Linked DNA regions of Mus musculus: regions 1, 2 and 3 are each linked to region 4. A link is a contact called in public HiChIP or PLAC-seq and promoter capture Hi-C data. All regions are on one chromosome and are shown on one strand. Each heading gives the region's core, a stretch centred on a gene start, on an enhancer-like site or on the middle of the called end of the contact. The rest is flanking DNA. Distances are from core to core; before and after follow the strand shown. Region 1 has its middle 15 kb from the start of Cpa2. Region 2 holds the start of Cpa4 (carboxypeptidase A4). Region 3 holds the start of Klf14 (Kruppel-like factor 14). Region 4 holds the start of Mest (mesoderm specific transcript).

Region 1 (2,840 bases), core at 194-2,693, 210 kb after region 4:
CAATGACAGTTCCCCACTCTCTCTGGCTCTCAGGAGGCAGTCACTCATTTCATCAGATGCCACACACACAGGTTAGTCAGGAGATACTGGGGGGAGGGGCATTCATCTCTGACATTTCCAGACTTGCTTTGTGAACGCTCTGGAGTGTGCAGGCTACAGTGGAATGCCATGTCCTTTGGGTATGACGGGCTTCTGCACCCACCGCACCCATCCATGGATGTGGGAAGGCAACGGTTTAGTTACACTTCTATCTTTAGCAACTTTAGCATTACAGAGCACATCCTAGGCAAAAGACCCTGCTCTAGAGATCACAGAGGAAGATCCAACCACAAGAAACAGGAAAACTCCCTGTGAATTCTAAAAAAAAAAAAAAAAGTTACTGTCCCTGGAGCTGATGACTTCTCTTGGTTGGCAGAGGGTCTCCCTCTGGTCTCCAGTTCCAGCACTATAGACTGGGTGTGGTGGTGAATCCCGATGGCCCACAGGAGGGAGAGAGCAAGGAGAATGAAAGGTCAGAGTCATTTTATACAAAGTCTCAGCCACAGGCAACTTTGAGATAAGCCTTAAGGCTACATAAGAACCTGTCTTTAAAAAAAAAAAAAAAAGTAACAACAAAACAAAACAAAAACCTATACAAATAGGCATAATTTAGGGGTTTGTTTGTTTGTTCAGACTAAGCCTCACTTTATAGACTTAATTGGCCTGGAATTCCAAATGAAGACCATGCTGGCCTGGAATTTCTATCAACCTGCCTCTGCCTCCCCAGGTGGTAGGATTAAAAGTGTGCACTACCACACCCAGTCAGGGTAATTTTTTTAAAAATAAATATGTTGGTGGGGTATGCCTTTAATCTCAGCACTGCATGAGCGGATCTCTGTGAGTTTGAGGCCAGGCTGGTTCACATGGAGAATTTCAGGCCAGTTAGGGCTACCCAGAAAGAACAAGTCTTAAAAAAAATAAGAAATTACCTTGCCTGCAAGCCATCCAAATGCAGGTGCCAAAAACAGTGGCATACTCCTGCAATCCCAGTACAGTACAGGGGGCTGAGAGGCAGGCAGATGGTGAAATGGTGAATTCCAGGCAAGTGTGAGCTAAAACACACACACACACACACACACACACACACACACACACAAGAAATGCAAGCTACTGCTCCAGCTCTTGTCAGATCAGGATCCTTTGCTTTCCATATTTCCAACCCGAGCCTTCCTGGACACGTGTTGCCATCCCCCGAAGACTTGGAGAAAGGAGAGAGGCCATTTCCTCTCCCTGCCTGTCTGTTTTCAGAGCCAAGAAACTTTTAAGAATGCCCTCACCAGCAAACTTCTCCCTGGAATGAAATGACACCCCCTGCCTGCTCGAATCACTCCACAGGGGGACTGCTGCTGCCATGATTGGCTCAGAGCAATCAAGGCCCTGTGTCAGTGAGAGTGTACAATGGGCAGAAGGAGGATCTGCTAGGACGGAAGAAAGGGAGGCAATCAGCAGGGGCTACCCGGACTCTGTCTGATTCTAAAGCCCGCAATCAGCGGAAAGACGCGAGGGCCCGGGCCCTGGCAGCCATTTCTCCAGGCACTTTGTCTCTCGTTTCACTCTCAGACCCGCCACTCTGCCTTACCAAATCCGGTAGATCCGCCCACCGGAACCTGGTTTTTATCTCCCCTCTCCCCGCTTTTGATTTATTTTAATTAGTAACAGAGCTGGCTCCCTGCCTGGCATTTTCACTGCTAAATCAAGATTTTGAACATAAGAAAGTTTAAGGTGTCAGAGGACACTAATAAAGACCGTTACAAACTGCAGGCCCCTGTAATCAGGCCATGTTAAGGTCTGCCTGCGAAGGAAGTGAACTCAGAAGTTAACAGATAAAAACTGGAAAATAGTACTATTGGGATTAAACCTTTTTATTACAAAAAAAAGAAAAAAGAAAAAAAAAAGCATTTCATGCACTGATTTTTGAGTACTAAGAAATTTCCTAGATGGAACGTTCAGTGTCGAGAGCTTCCGGAGTTGGGGGGGGTGGGGGGTGGGGGTGTTGATCAAAAAGCACAAGGAGGATTAATTTACAAGACATCTCCCTCTGAGCAGCTTCTCTGGGCCCTAACAATCTTCTGCTCTACATAAAAGGTTTCATACTCTTTGTCCCTGTCTAGGGCTGTTAAGCTAAGCGCATCCTTACACCCAAAAGTGCTGAGAACTGAACATTTAGCTCACAAGTAACACATTTTCCTTCTTGCTCTTCCTTGGTCACTTTGGAAGGTTTGTGGCTCATTTATTTCCCCTTCAGCCGCCATCAGCTCTCAGACCACATGTTCCTGACAGAGAGAATATCCAGGTGGCCTGGTGCTTGGAAACCTGTCAGACATTATTCAATGCAATAAAGAACACATCAGACAAGTCCTTGGGATATTGTTGCAGGGAAACCCTGTTTAGAATTCACTAATTGGGAATCTGTGACAATTTGAGGAAGGGCTAGCAGAAGTTAACCTTTGTGGGGGGAAAAAAGAGTTCACTGAAGTTCTGCATAGTATAAACAAGATAAGAAGGGGAATAATTATCTATTTAAAAGAACCAGTTGTTTTGAAAAGCTTTCTATAGAAGTATCCTTTTACATACAAACTGGGTAATTATGATTTAAACAAAGGCTGGCCTGTTTCTTAGGCTTCTTTGAAATGTCAATTACAAACTACTCTTGTCTCTTCTCCAAAGCAAAGTCCATCCCTGTGCCCTGGCCACAGTTGGTTAGCTGGCGTCCACTTACTGTATTTATAAATAACAAACCTGCAGTTCTTCTGAACTAATATGATTTCATTCACGCTTTTCACTAACCTAAACAGTGGCCC
Region 2 (3,023 bases), core at 106-2,605, 170 kb after region 4:
TGCACGGGTCCTGCAGCGAATACTCTGGGACCCAGCCCCACTGTCTCAGTGAAGGTGCCCACTGTATCACAAGAGAGGTCTGTATCCTGAAAAATAGAGATTTTCCAGCCACATGAAGAGCTGCAGTGGGAGCCTGACAGCTCCATTCGTCAGCCCACACAGCAGCAAGTGTAGTTATGACACACCTACCGCTGAGCTGCCTGCGGAAAAATCTTACTCCTTGGACACCTGCTACGCCTAACCCCTCCAAGCTATTTGGCAGCGGAGACAGGTATGAACCATCATCCCCATAAAAATTACTCCATCTCATGTAAGTAATTGCTTCAATAAACAGTCCTCGAGTCCCTTTAACCAGACAACACAGTAGAGCATAAACTCGCATATACGGGTAGACCGGTGAGATAGAAGATTCCATTTGATTGGCTTGTGTTACAGAAAAGGGGTATGAGCCTTGCAGTCAGCATTCCAGCTTCCGTGCTGACCAGCTAAGTAGCTTTGGGCAGCTTCCTTAACCTTTTTTAAGGCTGGGTTTTTGGGTTTTTTTTTTTTTCATGTTTAAATTAAGGAAAATAACACCCTTGCCTGACAGAGCTCTTACATGATCCACAAGACAAGGCACGTGAAAGCTCTTTGCAAAAGGCAAAATGTTATGCGGTGATGGATTATTCTATCACAGTCTTCTACGGTGGTACCAGAGCATCCCTGTCATCACCCCTGCCTCTCTGACTTCCTGTCCCTCACCAACTCCACAGTGTCTGCATGGAGCATGTGAGCCTATGCACGCACAGGCACACAGAGTCCCGGGGTACAGTTCTGTAGCTACAGCTAGACATGACCTATTGGATCTCCTTGTTCCAGAAGCCTGTGGAATGCACCAGCTATACACAGGTTTCACCAATGATAGAGACTATCTGTCCCCAAAGCCTGAGAACCCAGCTATTCCCTTTAAACCGGGCAGAAACTGCCAAAGCCTTTCTGACCATTCTTCCGAATTAATGGTGTAGGAAGAGGTGAGATAGAGGATTGGCCTTAGAAAGAAGGAAGAAGATACAAAATTAGCTGGAGGTTAAGGAGCTGGGGAGGATCTGTGGAGACCACCAGCTTTGATTTCACAGGAGAAGTCAGGTTTCAGAGAGAAGTGGCTGGTCCAGGACAGTGGGACAGAGGAGATATAAGCCCAGCCCTACCACCTAAAGTATAATTCATTTGGCTCCCAAGTTGGTGAAATAACTAAATGCTAATAAAGTTCAAAAAGAACTCACCCAAAGAATTTATCTCGGCCGCAGATGCCTGCCCCAATCAGGGCCCCAAAGAACAGTAGCCACTTCATGTCTCAAGGGCGCCAGTCACATACTGACTGAGTCAAGCAGTATTTATAAGGAACCCGAGGCAGATTCATGTTCTCAGAAATGCTAATGTGGTTCTTCAGCACCCTTCCAGCTCTGACAAGGCAGCACCAGCCAGGGCCTCCTCCATTCCTTTCCAGTGATGAAGGCCCAGCCTTTCCATTTGCAAGGCAGGAACTTGCTCCGCAGGCTGGGAATGTCTTACCCAGGATGCCTCATTGTTCATCACTTGGCATCTCAGTGGTGATTTTGTGTGTGGGGTGTGTGTGTGTGTGTGTGTGTGTGTGTGTGTGTGTGTGTTTGAGAAAAGGGAAATATCCCCACACTGCTGGTTGGAATTCATAGATAGGAGAAGCCAGATTGTAAACCTGGGATGAAGTTACCTCTAGAGTAATAAAACCATTTTTGAAAGTGAAGACTATCAAGCAACCTTAAGCCAACTCCAAGGCTGCACTCTTGAGAAACCTGATCAGAGAGTTCAACAAAAGCAGATCATACAGAGGAGAGCTGATGGCCGCCTTTCTGGGTCTAAGGCCTGATATTTTAGGATTCCATTAAAAAAGATAAATATGGGTGGTGAACAATATAGAAAGGATGTGTTATGCTGAATAAATTAAGTTTTCCTTGAGATCTGAATGACAGAGAAGGCTTAATGATACTTGTTTTGTATTTATGTTTTAAATTGTACTATCTTTATGTGTATTTTTGTGTGCTTGTGTGAGTTTATAAATACCATGCACATGCAGGTATCTTTGAAGGTCAGAAGAGAGCACCGGGCTCCATCATGTCCCCTAGAACCGAGATACAGGCAGTGCTAAGCCACCATATGTATGCTGGGAATCAGACCTGGGTCCTCTGAAAGAGTCATCTGTCCGGTCCCAAGGTTTCTATTTATTTTATTTTTGACACATGAGCTCATTTTGTATCCCAGGTTAGCCTTGAACTCACAATCCTCTTGCTTCAACATTCCAAGTGCTGGACTAATAAGTCCAGGTCTCTTTGTTTCCTTCTTTTTTTCTTCTTTTCTTTTCTTTCTTTCTTTCTTTCTTTCTTTCTTTCTTTCTTTCTTTCTTTCTTTCTTTCTTTCTCTCTCTCTCTCTCTCTCTCTCTCTCTCTCTCTTTCCTTCTTTCTTTCTTTCTTCCTTCCTTCCTTTCTCTCCCTCCTTCCCTCCCTTCCTTCCTTCCTTCCTTCCTTCCTTCCTTCCTTCCTTCCTTCCTTCCTTCCTGTTAAAACAGGGTCTCTCTGTAGTATTAGCAGTTCTGGAACTTGCTATATAGACCAGGCTGGATTCAAACTCACAGAGATCCTTCTGCCTCTGCCTCTGTTTAAGGTGTGTGCCACCATCAGCTCCCTGCTTCCCTCCCGCTGTCTGCACTCTTTCCACACCTGCTGAAGGGCAGGTACACAGAACTGGAGATCCTGGCTGGGAGTGTTGGAATCTCTTCTGACACTTGTTAAAACATTGAGAAAGACTTTACTAAAGATCATTGTCAGAGAGCTCATGACTACAGCAGTAGGAGGTTTAGTTTAGTCTCCAGGCCAAATGCAACCGGGACAATAGGATAAGGGGATCCGTCGATGGAAAATTACAAAGAGGGAGCACTAAGAGAGGGGGATGATTGCTAAGCTGCCCTCAGAGGAATCATGATGGAGGTTGGTCAAGGACTTATCATCAA
Region 3 (2,946 bases), core at 401-2,900, 220 kb before region 4:
ATATGACAAAATAGTAACATTTATGAATTATACCAGACAGGTACACTTGTATTATATTCTCTCATCATTTTAAAATATCTCCACACGTTTTTCTAAAGCATAAATTTAAAAGAAAAATCAGGTACTAAATCATTCTCAGAGAATGTTCATGTATGGATTGCTGCAGCATCTGAAAATTTGAGGCAGTATCTTTAACAAAAATGAATCCGTTTTAGAATTGGGTCTCTTTAAAAATAATACAACTGCCAATACTATTTTAAAACTGCTGAAATGGACAGTCAGTTCTACAGGTATCAACCCACAAATCATGCTGGGAGAAGCAAGCTGCAAAGAGACATGTGCAGCACAGTAACACTTGCCCACATTTAAAATACACTAACAAAGATACATGGGTCTATTTACATACTTAGGTAGCTGTGTAATAAAGCACAGCAAATGTTAGAAGAATTTACCCTTTATGATACTGATTAGCGAGGGAGAAAACGAACAGTGCTAGAGAAACGAGGGAAATGACATTCTACCCTCTCTGGATGCTTAATATAAATTTAAAATTTGAAGCAAACACGACAAAAATATCATATTTGATTATTCTAATCATCAAGTATATGGACATATGTTATTCTTGAAGCATGTGTATCATTTTACTTTTCCAAAGAAAAAAATAGTGAAGCATTGCAAATAAAGTGCACATAACGTAATAGTACAAAAGTAAAGCCTATGTACATCCCAAACCGTGGTAGCACTACATTTAGAAATCATCCTGTTTATTTTCTGTGGGGTTTTTAATTTTTAAAAAATAAAAAGGGGGGCAAATAAAGCCGTGAAGGCATGTGAAAGAAATCATTCATATTTGATTATAAAAAAGAAAAAGCCCCCACAGTCATAAACCACTGGATGAGCATTCTATACTATTTTGCTGCATATTCTTAATTTTAATTTTTTTGTCAAAAGAGAACTAGAAGAGGTTGCCTAATTGGAAACGTGACTTTCTATTATTAAAATTGTGGGAGTCCATTTTAATGTGTTTATCTCGCTGCTAGTCTGTAATTTATATTTCAGCGTGGATATTTGTTTGTGTGCCTGTGACAGGTTAATGCAGTTTAAACGTGCGTTTTTTTCTTTCGTTGCTTGAATAGTTAAATCGTTACTTCAAGGATTTTAAGTTTCTATTTCAAGCGGGGATGATTCTTTGCTCTCGCCAGGGTTAAAACCGTTTCTGATTCAAAACGCTATTAATTAATGGCTACGCGGTGATCTATTGGCGACAAGGCTGCCGATCCTGCATTAACAGCCGAACTGCTAAATGAGAAAACTTTGTTTCGCCCCCGTTTTCTTTTGGATGAAGACTTGGGGCTATTTTCCATTTGAGCTGTGAGCGGTGGACGCGAGTCAAACGCAATCGCAGCCCACTTCGCCAGCGATCGCGTTTGCGAAGCGAAAGACAAGTCAGGTATTAGCGCCGCTTTTTTTTCCCTCGCCGCTCCCTCCTCCCCCTTAGAGGATAAAAAAAAGTTTCTAGGACTCTGCCTGACACCCAGCTGGCCAGAGACCAGGGGCGAGGGGGGCGAGGCCGGCAGGCTGCCCAGAAGTTGCGATCCGGGACTTGCGCGCATTGAAATTACCTGGCTCGCCAGCAGCGGAGAGAAAGCGCAGACAAGATAATTTCCCAGGCTGCTGGGAATGCCATAGCCCGCGCGGCAGCGCGATCCAGGGGTGTCCTCGGGCCGGGGCGGGTCCCCGCCACCCCCGCAGGCTTCAGTGCGTCAGGGCGCGTCAGGCGGGGCGGGCTCGGCTCCGGCAGCAGCGGCTGCGGGCGGCGAGCGGCGCGCACCGGCTTCCAGCTCGTCTGGCTCCAAGCGGCGGGACGGACGCTCCCGGGGACTCTCCGGCCCGCGGCTGGCCGCGCTCGGACGGCGCTCGCCCGCAACCGGGCGCCGCCAGCATGTCGGCCGCCGTGGCTTGCCTGGACTACTTCGCTGCCGAGTGCCTGGTGTCTATGTCCACCCGCGCCGTGCTGCACCGGCGCGCAACGGACCCCGAAGGCGCGAGCGCAGCGGCTGTCTCCGAGGTGGGTGCAGTGTCTCGGGAGTCGGCGGGGAAGGGTACCGGGTCACGGGGGGTGCTGTGGATACCCCCAGTCCTCCAGGTCCCCACCCCGAGCCCCGGAGAAGGCGATGGCGCGCCCCACCTGCTGGCTGCGAGCGCTTTGGCTGATTTAAGCTGTGGTGCCCGGGAAGACTTCAGGGAAGACTCCGAAGAAGCTCCGTGTGCCTCAACTAGCTGCTTCGAGCCGACCTGGTGCTCCAGCCCTACTGGGGGCTCTGAGCCTACCCAGGCCTTCTTCGAGGATGAGCTCTCTGACGCCGAGAGCTCCTGCAGTGATTCTGCTATCCTGGATGCGCCTGAGGCCTCAGAGGAGCCGGATGACAGCGGAGAAGTGCCCGAGGGGCCCCCAGGGGCCCGCCCTGCGCCATCAACGGGCCCGACGTACCGAAGGAGGCAGATTACGCCCGCATCCAAGCGACATCAGTGCTCCTTCCATGGCTGCAACAAGGCCTACTACAAGTCGTCGCACCTCAAGTCACACCAGCGTACCCACACGGGGGAACGCCCCTTCTCCTGTGATTGGCTCGACTGCGACAAGAAGTTTACGCGTTCTGATGAGCTAGCCCGCCACTACAGGACGCACACCGGTGAAAAGCGCTTCTCCTGCCCGCTGTGTCCCAAGCAGTTCTCTCGGAGCGACCACCTGACCAAGCATGCTCGTCGCCATCCAACTTACCATCCCGACATGATCGAGTACCGAGGTCGTCGTCGCACTCCCCGCCCTGAGCCACCACCCCCAGCCATGGTGGAAAGCTCTGGTTCCGACTCCAGCTCCTCTTCTGGCCAGGAGACCAGCTTCACTGCTTGCCTGTAGGACTGTCTTGCTGTCTATCTTTCCCT
Region 4 (3,003 bases), core at 9-2,508:
ACAGGGGCTTCCTGCTGGCGCAGGGAAACAGAGGTGCCACACCCACGCTCTCCGGACCATACCTCAGTGCACCTCCTCCATGCAGGAAAGGGGGGACAACCCCCCCCCCCAGCCATTCTCAGCTTTAGTTACCTTGGTAAAAATACCCCAAACATTTTAAGATTTTTAGCAGTCAAGGAAACTAGCAATCGGACCAAAAGGTTTAAACAATAATTTTTAAGTCCACTCTCTAATATTTGATGGTACCATGATTTAGAGCAAAAATTCAACACACTCGCACAACAAACTTTACGTGCCTTGATTTCTTACTGCTTTAAATGATGTAAAAACATATTTATCTAATACCACCAAACCAGCCCACCTGACTCATTCTTATTGAGAACTACGCTGTGCACCCACAAACCAAAGCAAACAATTCTTTTTACATTTTAAGAGCCTGGCCGCGTGCCGGTGTCCCCCGGGGTTTCCATTTCTGGCTCCCAAACAACACTTATAGCCGTGGCCACACTGCGCGGCACGATCTAGTCGCACCTATGCGGTAACCCTGCCATTGTGAGTCCAGAACCTGGAAATTTTAAGTCGCTCTGTGACAATCTCAGCTCCTGAATTCCTAAATCACATGCCGTGGTCTAGAAATCTTAAATCACGCCACAACAATGACCAGCTCTGAAGATCCTAGAACACACCAGGCATTACCAAGGTTCTCGAATCCTAAGTTGCTTCACCACCACCTCCTAAATCGTACCACAACGAAGACCCAGACAAAAAAAGGCTAATTCTCACATGTTAATGCAAAAATCCTCAAATTCGTAAATCTCACGCGACTAAACCCTGGTTCTAAAAATCATCAGTGAGGGCGATTCCGAGAGTTTGGGCTGGGCGGCAACCTTTGGATAAGGATTTTTGCCTCCCGCATCTCCGGGGTGCGGGCCGGCCACACCCCCTCTGGCGGCACGGGCTGGCAGCACCCACCTGCGCAAGCGATCTCGGCGCACCATGGCCGCATTATCCCATGCCGCCCGCCGCAGGATTGCGGATCACAGGGCGCGCCGAGGCGCCCGCAGCGATACAGGATCGGAGGTGGCGTCTGCGCAGCCTACGGTCCGCGCAGGGCGGCCCGCGGCAGCGGCAGCAGAGGCAGCAAGCAGCAACTCGGGCGAGCCTGCAGCACTACGCCGTTTGGCGAGGTGCGGCTGCCGCAGAGGAAAGCTGCTGCGCCTGAGAAGAAGCACCGGGATGTGCTGGTGGCCGAAGCAGAGAGGAGCAAGCAGGCACCGACTTTTAAAGCCCACTGAGCCCCGCCTCTAACCCGCCCATCCTGCCGCAGCGCCCCTCCTTCTCGCTCCCGCCGCAGAGCCCCTCCCCACCGCTGCAGAGAGGGGGGGCCTTTCCCGTGGGCGCCTCCAGGGGTATTGACCCGCTACCCCCTCTTTCCTTATAGATCTCTAATCCTGAACCCCAGATTCTAGTGAAGAAAGCCTTCCCATGTGTTAATGCCGCGGGCAAGGATGACAAACGTCTGAGAGAGTCCCTCCCCAACATATCCCTTGGACCACGCACTGGTCCCTAGACCCTGGAAGACATAAAACACCCCAAAGCTGGGGTTCTTGTTGCGGCACCCACTTCTTTTCTACCTCCTACGTGTGTTTTGAGCCCTAAGAGTGAGTACGCATCTAAAAATTCGGGTCACCAATGCGCGGCAACCCCAAGCCCTTAGCCCATGATAACAAAGAAGGAAGGGCACACTAAATGGCTAGGGAATGGACAAATTCTCTGGTATCAGTGGCTAAGTGGACACATTCATGGACAGGCTGCGATCACATAGAATGGGCCAAAGTCACCACCACGGTGGCACCGGTACACTTCCTTTGCCGCAGCACAACGTGGTCCACATGCCAGAAGCTGCTGCAGCGCCCTTCTGGAGCAGCGTTGGGGACCGTTCATTGGGGGCACAAGCCTCCTTTACGTGCAACACAATCACAGTGCAAACACCCTAGAGGTGCGGACAAAACTGTAGATTTTTTTTTAATCCCAAATCCCTTAAAAGTCATCTTTCACACCTTCGCAAAGTGCGGAGCATCGTGATGCCTGTGTGAGGTTTGGAACCGTTCCCTGAAATTCTAGCAGCCTAGGCACGGGCAAGCTAGGGATGCTGCGAACGCAGGCTGGCCCAGCGGGGGCGCTGCAGGCCTCTCTTCGGAGCCTGGTTTGCTGCAGCTTTGGCTTTGCAATGTCCAAGCCCAACCGTGCAGTCGATCAAGATTGGGCCAGAGAACTGCAATGGGTCAGTCGAACCCTTGGGGGATCTAACCTGTGGGTATCTTCCCATGTTCGGGGAGTTCGTGACCACCCAGCTGACACTGAAAATGCCAGCACCTGAGAGAGGGTCATCAGAACACGTAATGCGGTCCAGGGTATACTTCTTCGGGGACCGCAGGAAACAAATGCTTGTGTGGAGCCTCCGCAGGCGATGCACAAGATTGTGAAGTGAATGAGGGATCGAAGGGTGGCACTTTTTTACATTTTCTTTTTGATTTCAGAATATTTTCTGTCATGTCGGGCCCTTCTTTCTCAGCCTAAGACCCTCAAAGTCTGAAACCATGTCTCATTAACCTTTTGTATCCCAGATCCCGCCATGGGGTGGGCAACAAAGCAGGCCCCTAACAAATACCGCATGAATAAGTTCAAGAATTTGAGGGCGCACAGGGGAGGAAGTAATTAAGGGGAGGGAGGAAGGGGTTGTCTTGAGTGATGAATAGACATTTACCAGAGACAAAGAACATTCCAGCCCGAGGGGACGGCTTTCGCCAAGCACCCGGGGCTCTGCACCGTAACCTTTGGTTTTTTTCTTTAAAAAAAAAAAAAAAAGTGTTTCCTTTGGGCGCCAGCGCCGACTGGGGGCTGGGGGCGGAGAGGTGGGGTGGAGGGCAGACCAGAAAGAGTAGTTCATCAGAAGGAATGTGGAATGTGTCCTAAATGAGAAGCTACGGATGTTTAAATCCT

Evidence for each region. HiChIP or PLAC-seq counts read pairs in DNA pulled down with a chosen protein or histone mark. Capture Hi-C pulls out chosen DNA fragments and counts their contacts.
Region 1: an H3K4me3 HiChIP or PLAC-seq map of embryonic stem cells shows a contact between it and region 4, with 54 read pairs. The contact joins the enhancer-like site here to the promoter of Mest in region 4. A contact is called at or near these places in 12 of 39 promoter capture datasets (the C10 cell line, the HPC-7 cell line, cancer-associated fibroblasts and 7 more), 4 of 15 datasets of contacts at CTCF or cohesin (embryonic stem cells, pro-B cells and stem cell-derived epiblast-like cells), 68 of 484 Hi-C or Micro-C datasets (the AML12 cell line, the CH12 cell line, ECoMG myeloid progenitors and 37 more), 30 of 115 datasets of contacts at active chromatin or transcription factors (bone marrow-derived macrophages, craniofacial prominence, embryonic basal ganglia and 16 more) and 4 of 9 other capture datasets (adipose tissue, embryonic stem cells, liver and 1 more).
Region 2: a promoter capture Hi-C map of liver shows a contact between it and region 4. The contact joins the promoter of Cpa4 here to the promoter of Mest in region 4. A contact is called at or near these places in 18 of 39 promoter capture datasets (the C10 cell line, cranial neural crest, embryonic stem cells and 10 more), 1 of 15 datasets of contacts at CTCF or cohesin (the NIH/3T3 cell line), 20 of 484 Hi-C or Micro-C datasets (the G1E-ER4 cell line, the MC3T3-E1 cell line, bone marrow-derived dendritic cells and 14 more), 30 of 115 datasets of contacts at active chromatin or transcription factors (SST interneurons, Th17 cells, VIP interneurons and 21 more) and 5 of 9 other capture datasets (adipose tissue, embryonic stem cells, liver and 2 more).
Region 3: an H3K4me3 HiChIP or PLAC-seq map of embryonic stem cells shows a contact between it and region 4, with 29 read pairs. The contact joins the promoter of Klf14 here to the promoter of Mest in region 4. A contact is called at or near these places in 8 of 39 promoter capture datasets (the C10 cell line, the HPC-7 cell line, cranial neural crest and 5 more), 8 of 484 Hi-C or Micro-C datasets (B cells, the N1E-115 cell line, bone marrow-derived macrophages and 2 more), 14 of 115 datasets of contacts at active chromatin or transcription factors (bone marrow-derived macrophages, craniofacial prominence, embryonic forebrain and 5 more) and 5 of 9 other capture datasets (adipose tissue, embryonic stem cells, liver and 2 more).

Annotation. Positions count from the first base shown.
Region 1 is chr6:30,525,599-30,528,438 of GRCm38.p6, reverse strand. No RefSeq gene overlaps it. Among named protein-coding and RNA genes, the nearest start is that of Cpa2, 15 kb to the left of the region's middle. Within about 2 kb of position 1,443, at least 77 of the 459 cell types and tissues checked have an H3K27ac peak or open chromatin away from gene starts, as enhancers often do. A contact at or near this core is called in the N1E-115 cell line, cochlea, cortical neurons and 13 more, where this site is marked.
Region 2 is chr6:30,566,701-30,569,723 of GRCm38.p6, reverse strand. Cpa4 (carboxypeptidase A4) reads right to left here and starts at 1,355. Exons shown (of 11, transcript NM_027926.3): 1 at 1,263-1,355. The coding sequence starts at 1,330.
Region 3 is chr6:30,957,694-30,960,639 of GRCm38.p6, reverse strand. It overlaps Klf14 (Kruppel-like factor 14), which reads left to right and starts at 1,650. Exons shown (of 1, transcript NM_001135093.1): 1 at 1,650-2,946. The coding sequence starts at 1,943. The coding sequence ends at 2,920.
Region 4 is chr6:30,736,305-30,739,307 of GRCm38.p6, reverse strand. Mest (mesoderm specific transcript) reads right to left here and starts at 1,258. Exons shown (of 12, transcript NM_008590.2): 1 at 973-1,258. The coding sequence starts at 998.